Linked DNA regions of Sus scrofa: region 1 is linked to region 2. The links are chromatin contacts, called in public Hi-C maps. All regions are on one chromosome and are shown on one strand. Each heading gives the region's core, a stretch centred on a gene start, on an enhancer-like site or on the middle of the called end of the contact. The rest is flanking DNA. Distances are from core to core; before and after follow the strand shown.

Region 1 (3,614 bases), core at 72-2,571, 380 kb after region 2:
GAGCTTCACTGCAGGGACCTACCTCCTCCTCTGCTGTCCACTGCCTGGCGTTTGCCCCAGTCCTCTTCTCTGCCGGGTGGTCTTTGAGGCTCCCACCAACCTGGGTCCTCGGGCAAGAGGCCCAAGAGCGCATCTCCGAACTTGTCCTCCTACAAACCTCCTCATCTTCCCAGCTCACGGCCCTCCTTGCCCTGCCCACCCCCGGAAACAAGGCCGGGAGACCAGGACACTTCCGGCTTCAGCCTGGGCCCACCCCTGGCTCCTCTCCAGGTGCTTCTTCTTTAACCCTAGATCTGGTTTCTAGAGCAGAAAAGCCTGCTTGGCCCTGGGCTTCCCTCACTACAGACTCACCATTGAAGCCCAAGAGAAAGAGGCAAGGGTGCCCCCGGGGCTGGTTCTGAGGGCAGCAAACAGATGGGTGGCAGGCTGTGGGGAGAGAGAGCCAGAGCTTGTGTGCTGTCAAGATTTGTTTAGTTTCTTCCTTTCCAGCTGGGCCCAAAGTCACCGCTCACCCAGGATGCCAGCCCCTGTTGGCAGGATAAAAATACCCCTTAGTTTGACTACTGAGCCCATGTGTGGCCAACTCAGCCATTCAGGGCAAGGAGAGAGGAAGGGGAGAGAATGGCTGTGACATCCCTGCAGGGAAAGGCAGCTAGAGGAGACTCCTACTTGCTGAGAAATGGATTATGGGGGCTTTCAGGGCTCATAAGAAGTTCCAGTCATGCTGGAGCCTTCTGACTTTATTGTTCCTTGATCCCTTTGAGAATTTATGAGACCGCTAGACTATTTCCTCAGGGGGGAAAAAAAATCCACTGAGGTGCCTTTTCACCCACACAAAAATACATAGGATCTCAGAGGAGGTACAGAACTCTTGATCCTAAAAGATCCATAAATCCCTGGTCCAGAATAGACCTGATAACAGGGCAGAAAGTATTTAGAACCCAGCCGTCAGAAGTAGTGATGAGCTGCTGGAAGAGAGTGGAAACGTGGGCGTTGATCTCTCCAGCGCCGTGTCCTGAGAAAGCTTTCTGTCTGTGCTGAGGACAGGGGCATAGTGGGTGATGCTCTAAATGTTAGATGGACCCTTGGGCACCACAGCTCAGGGCCAGAAATAGCAGCAAGGAGATACCATGGATCAAAATCAATAGAAATGCTCCCTGGGAAATAGCTGGAGAAGGAAGCCCTGGAAAGCTGCTATATAATCCAACCTTTCCCGATGAGGCAATTTGGAAATCAATGGCCTCTTTCCTGGCTGGCAGAGGTGGCCTCTGTCAGGTTTTAGAAGTTTCTGAGGGGCCAAGGGATGAAGTCACAAGCCTAATGCCAAAGCCAGCAGTTATCTAACACTGAGATTGTTGTTTTCACTGGGGCAGGGGTGGTGGGGGTGGGGCGGGGTTATCCTAGCTGTGGGAGGAGCAGTGTCACAATGCAGTTAGACACACTGTAAGTGCCACTAGAGTGTCAGGCAATAGGAGCAATGGAGAAAGAAGAGATTTGATGGAGAATCTGAGGGGCCCCAGAATTCCGTCGAGGTTAATCACGTTCTTCTGCAGGACAGCATGCTCCACGGCCATGGCCCCTCTTGGGAAATCTAGAGCCTGCACTGGGTATTTTGTGAGCAATAGGGCACTCAGGTTAGTCTCCTACCGATCAATTCTCAGAAGGCAGGACATAGGTGGATATTCTGTATTAAGACCAAAGATCCTATTTTCAGAGGAAAGAAGTTTAGCTGAGAGCACTGGAGCAATCTGGGCTGTCTTCGTGGTGTGGCCAGCACCTGCCCTCTCCCCTCCTTCACCCCCTATCTGGTCTATACCTCTTTGCTTCTGGGGGCTCAGTTTCTGATTACAAGTCCCCGATGCCTTAGAGTAACTGTGCCTGGCTCTGTTAGTTTCGGTGTCTACTCTTTTATAAGTGACACATTTGTTTCATACCATCACCAGTTCAGAATCAAAGGAGAGAGAAGCTGATGAACTACACATCTTGTCTGGGTGAAAAGTCATTCTACCTGGCCTGCCACATTGACTTCCTGAGCTAGTCAGTGGACACTGAGAGGTTCTGTAGTTCAGAGTGTAACTTATCAGCCTAAGACCGTATCTCTCCTAGCAGAATGGGAGCCAGGACTGCTTAGAAAGGGGACATGGGTGTGACAGTTTGAATGTTGGTTTTTGTCAGTTCATTCCCCTGGAACTTTTTAAATTGCCTGTAAGAAGACAGAACCACCAGTATTATAGGACCTTTGTCTCCTGAAAAGAAAACAAGGCAACCCAAAAAACCTCTTTCTTTAATACGCATATATTTTCTCCTTTGAATAAACTAGACTATTGTTGGAAGTCTTTCAAAGTTAATTTTAAAGACCAAGAGACTTTTTAAGGCAGAAATAGCCATACTCATGAAATACTCCATCTTTCCTGCCAATCGCTGTGGAGGGCAGAGAAGCATGCCATTGTTTGGATGAAGCATGGCATAGTCAGTGCATGATGCTCCAGCTCGACCTTTCCTTGCTGAGGTGGCTGAGTAGCTCAGGTTTTACCTGGTCAGCTATAGGCTGGTGACACTTCCTCAACTTGAGACCCTGAGGGTTTGTGGAGCAGAGCCCCTCACACCAGATTGGAAACAGAGCATAATTGAGAAAAAATGAAAACTTCCTTATTATAAACCATTCAGATCTTACGGTGACTGCTGTTGAAGCATAATCTGGCCTTTCCTGACTCACCCACCGATGGAGGCTGGTAGACATGCGAGGGAGAGTCTTACCCGTGAGGAAGCCACTGTGGACAGAGTTATCTTCTTTGGAGCTTCAAGCTGATCAGACTTCTGAATCTGCAGCCCAGATTCAGTCTGGGTCTTTCTGCTTCCTCTGACATTTCCTCAGGGCTCTGCTACCCTGTAGTACAGCTTCCCTTCATGGAGGATCCAGACTCCAATTTCTTTTCTTCTTTCTTTTCTTTAAAAGGCCATACTTACTGAGGTGTAATTTACATATAATAAAATTCAAGTGTTTTAGTTGTCTATGTAATTGCAAATGCGTACAGTCATGTAACCACCAACTCAATTTACAGAAGAATTTCAACACCTTCCAAAATGTTCTTATGCCCTTTGGAGTCATTCCCTCTTGAACCTGAGCTCCTTGCAACTACTAATCTGACATGCGTCCTTGTAGATGTGCCTTTTCCAAAAAGGCATACAAATGGAACCTCACAATATATAGCCTTTAAAAAAAGCAAACAAAAAACCTTTTTATTTTGGAATACTTTTAGATTGACAGAAACATTGCAGCGATAGTACAAAGTTCCTTACCCAGTTTCCCCTAATGTTAACACCTTACGTAGTTACAGGACAGTTGTCAAAATTAAGAATTTAATGTTGGTACAACACTATTAAATAAATGGGTCTTTATTTGGTTTTCATCTGTTTTCCCACTGATGCTCTTTTTCTGTTGTAGGATCTGTTCCAGGATTCTTTCCAGGATCCCACATGGCATTGCATTGTCATGTCTCCTTGATTTCCTCCCATCTGTGATGGTTTCTTGGTCTTTTCACATTTTTCATGACTTTAACGTTTTTGAAGGGTATGGGTCAGGTGTTTTATAAAATGCCCGCCCCTCAATTTGA
Region 2 (3,544 bases), core at 47-2,546:
TAATGGTATTTTGAAATATATCGATGTGACTTTCTTACATTTTATTTTAATATACTTTATTTTAATCCTAAAACTATTTTAATAGTTTAATTTTTTATATGGTCCTATGTGGTAATAGGACAAATGGTGTGGGCATGGGTTGTATTTTCTTGTTTACCATTTTATTCAAAGCACTAGCATGGAATGAATGAATGATTAAGAAACAAGAGAATAGAAATGCATTGTCTGAAGTTTAAATGTATACCTTCAAAATCATACTTTTAAGTTATCTTGGTGAAAAACGATATGCATCCAAGAAACTGAAGCAGATGGTGAGGAAATTAAGACTATTTGGAAATAGGTGTTTTATTCCTCATCATCATTGTTCCAATCCAAAAACCCTCTTGGAGTCCCTTGTCTGATTATCTTCTGTGGATCTGATAATTCCAGGATTTTATTTTTTCTTTTTATTTTAAAAGTTCTGATTTATCTCATTTCTATGTACAGATATTATTCTTGACACAAGGCATTTATGAGAGTGGACAGTAGCAGGCAGCAAATGGACTCGTCTGAAATAGCAGAAATCTGTTCTTTTCTTTCTGACTCTCAAAAGCAGTATAGGCATATGCTTTATTTTATGCATTAATTTTAAAAGAAATGTCTTTAAATTATGACTCAGTAGGTTGATGAATCTGGGTAATGATGTTTTTTCCCAAGGCCTCTAGGGTGATTTTGATCATCTATCAAGTTTACAAATCACTGATTAAGATTAATTTCCTTAGGATTTTTTAGTTTGTTTAATTCCAAGCAGGGAGAAAATGGGGAAAAAAAGTTACATGCCAAAAAGTATCTTTGGAGGTGACATAGCTTTTATTTAAAAAATGTTTTTTTAAGAACAGTTTGCTCCGGCCTTTTGTTAAGATCCAGTGATGGCTGAGAGAGCTAAAAACACCTTTGAGATGGATTCAGAAGACCCAAGAGATCCGGTGATGAAATGTGATTAGCAAGCTGTAGGGGAGGGTCACAAATGTGTGATTTTGAAGTCTCTTCTGTTTGAAACCAATTTTCAGAGTCTTGAATTCGATCCAGCAGATAGTATGTATGCCACAAATGGAAAGATTAAACTGGAGCAATATAATTAGGGTAAGCCATTGCATCTGCACTTGTATCGCAGCAACTGAATTTGAAACCAGCTGCAAAATGGTGACTAATCTCTCTGGCAAGCCCACATGAGAGTGTTGCACAATAAGCCAGCCTCAGCCTCACAAGCACATGTTCCTTCAACTCGCCTCTGAGCAGGTGATGGTGATGATGCAATCTGATTAGACTTTTGAATGTATTCTAACCACAGTCAACAGTTGAGTCTCTCAAGGGAGTTAACAAAAGACTTCAAACCAACCATAGATTTTTTTCCCGCCATAGTTTCAACTATAGAAGGCTATGGAAACCAATGTGTATATATATATATATATGTTTATTTTTTTAACTTCAGTGACTATGATACTTTATAGTACCTTATAATGTTAAATTGGAGAGGTCTTAGTTAATTTTTATGTATGATAGGAAGATGAGAAAAATAATGTAGAAAGAAGAAAGTACTTGAACTTGAAGCTCTTATTCAGAATTGTTCATGAGTGCTTGTACTGATCAATTAAAATAATTAAGCTCTCCAGACTGTTTAATTCTGTACAAATAGGAGGTGGTGATCGGTGGGCTAGGAAATGCTTCAGTGCTATACTGACCTTTCCGTATTCAGGCATGCACCTCCTTAGCTCCTTGGCCTGTCCTGATGAGGTGATATTTAACAATGTCTTGATTACCAAAGGTGTTTAATAAATACTCAGTTTGACTTGGACTTGAGCTTTTGTTTTTCATCTTTAAAGGGAATAAAAATAGTTTCTTCTTCCAGTGTACCACAGAGGGACATGGTGAGGATGAATAAAGCCATCTGTTTGAGAATGTATGTCGCCTTTGGAAAAAAGTGCTGCCAGACCTAAAGTATAGTGACAAGTTTAGTTCAAGTGAGTAGTTCAAGAGTAGAATGCCTAGAAATTGCTTGCTAAATTTAAGTATAAAAATATGATAGAGCTTGTAGTAAAGAACACGAACTCCACAAGACCATTCAAATAGAACTTGCAAATTGTATGCCTCTGAGAATAAAGAGAGTGGAAAAAAACCCAACCTGGTGGTACTCAAACAGCGTTCATCAGATTTGCTTTGGGTGTTCGTCACAAGTGTATATGCCTTGGCTGCATCCTCATCAGTTTTGATTCTTTTGGTTTGGAGTGGGTCCCAGGCACATGGGATTTTATTCATCTCCCTCCATACCCCTTCCTTCCTCTGATTTTGACACACACCAAAATTTGAGAAACACTGCCCAGGCCACTCCAGTATACCACTCCTGGTAATATAGACTACTAGGTATAAGTGGACTACCACAGTATAGACTACTTAAGCTTCCTAATTTGCAAACAAAAGAAAATATTTCATTGTTAATCAGGAGAAACAGACTTTTCTCCTGGTTATTATAAAAAGGCTTTTGAAAAAAACCACGATGATTGTGTTCAATCGTGATATTGTAGAAGCTCTTAATATTTTTCATATTTTTTTTTTTTTTTGTCTTTTTGTCTTTTGTTGTTGCTGTTGTTGCTATTTCTTGGGCCGCTCCCGCGGCATATGGAGGTTCCCAGGCTAGGGGTCCAATCGGAGCTGTAGCCGCTGGCCTACGCCAGAGCCACAGCAACCCGGGATCCGAGCCATGTCTGCAACCTACACCACAGCTCACGGCAACGCCGGATCATTAACCCACTGAGCAAGGGCAGGGACCGAACCCGCAACCTCATGGTTCCTAGTCGGATTCGTTAACCACTGCGCCACGACGGGAACTCCTTTCATATGTTTTCATTTAAACTTTTACTGTGACTAAAGGGCATTTTATTGAAGAACTAAAAACCTTCCATGAAGTGAATGCATGGATTGGATGCAGGTATCCTGCCTTCTAGTACTCTGAATTTAGAGAAATGTAACATTGAAACTCTCTGGAGGAATGAGTGGTTAGCATGTGTTGTAGCTTGACTTGTTTCCCCCCAAAAGATATGTTTTAAATCTAACCAGCAGTGCCTATGAATGTAACCTTATTTGGCAATAGAGTCTCTGCAGATGTAATCAAGTTAAAAGGAGCTTGTACTCATTAGAGTGAGCCTTCATCCTATGGCTGGTGTCCTTATAAAAAGCGGGAGATTTGGACACAGAGACACATACAGACAGCTAAAGACGATGTGATGATGAAGGCAGAGATTGGAGTGACGCAGGAATACTAAGGGATTACCAGCAACTACTGGAAGCTAGGGAGAGGAAAGGAAGGGTTCTTCCCTAGAGACTTCAGAGAGCATGGCTCTGCTGTCACCTGGTTTCAGGCTTTTAACTCCAGAATTGTGACAGAATAAATTTCAATCCTTTGAATCCACTAACTTTGTGGTACTTTTTTTTTTTTTTTAAGAAAGGAAGCCCTAGGAAAGTAATTTAGCATGTGAATGGCTCTTCCCTTATTTGAATTTCTGACCAA

Evidence for each region. Hi-C and Micro-C count contacts between places; a contact is called where the count stands out from the background.
Region 1: a contact with region 2 is called in a Hi-C map of liver, with 4 times the contacts expected there. The contact joins two enhancer-like sites. A contact is called at or near these places in 3 of 47 Hi-C or Micro-C datasets (epiblast stem cells and liver).

Annotation. Positions count from the first base shown.
Region 1 is chr9:78,355,495-78,359,108 of Sscrofa11.1, forward strand. No RefSeq gene overlaps it. Among named protein-coding and RNA genes, the nearest start is that of GLCCI1, 140 kb to the left of the region's middle. Within about 2 kb of position 1,322, at least 8 of the 83 cell types and tissues checked have an H3K27ac peak or open chromatin away from gene starts, as enhancers often do. A contact at or near this core is called in liver, where this site is marked.
Region 2 is chr9:77,978,360-77,981,903 of Sscrofa11.1, forward strand. All of the region lies in intron 2 of UMAD1 (UBAP1-MVB12-associated (UMA)-domain containing protein 1), which reads left to right. Among named protein-coding and RNA genes, the nearest start is that of UMAD1, 65 kb to the left of the region's middle. Within about 2 kb of position 1,297, at least 15 of the 83 cell types and tissues checked have an H3K27ac peak or open chromatin away from gene starts, as enhancers often do. A contact at or near this core is called in liver, where this site is marked.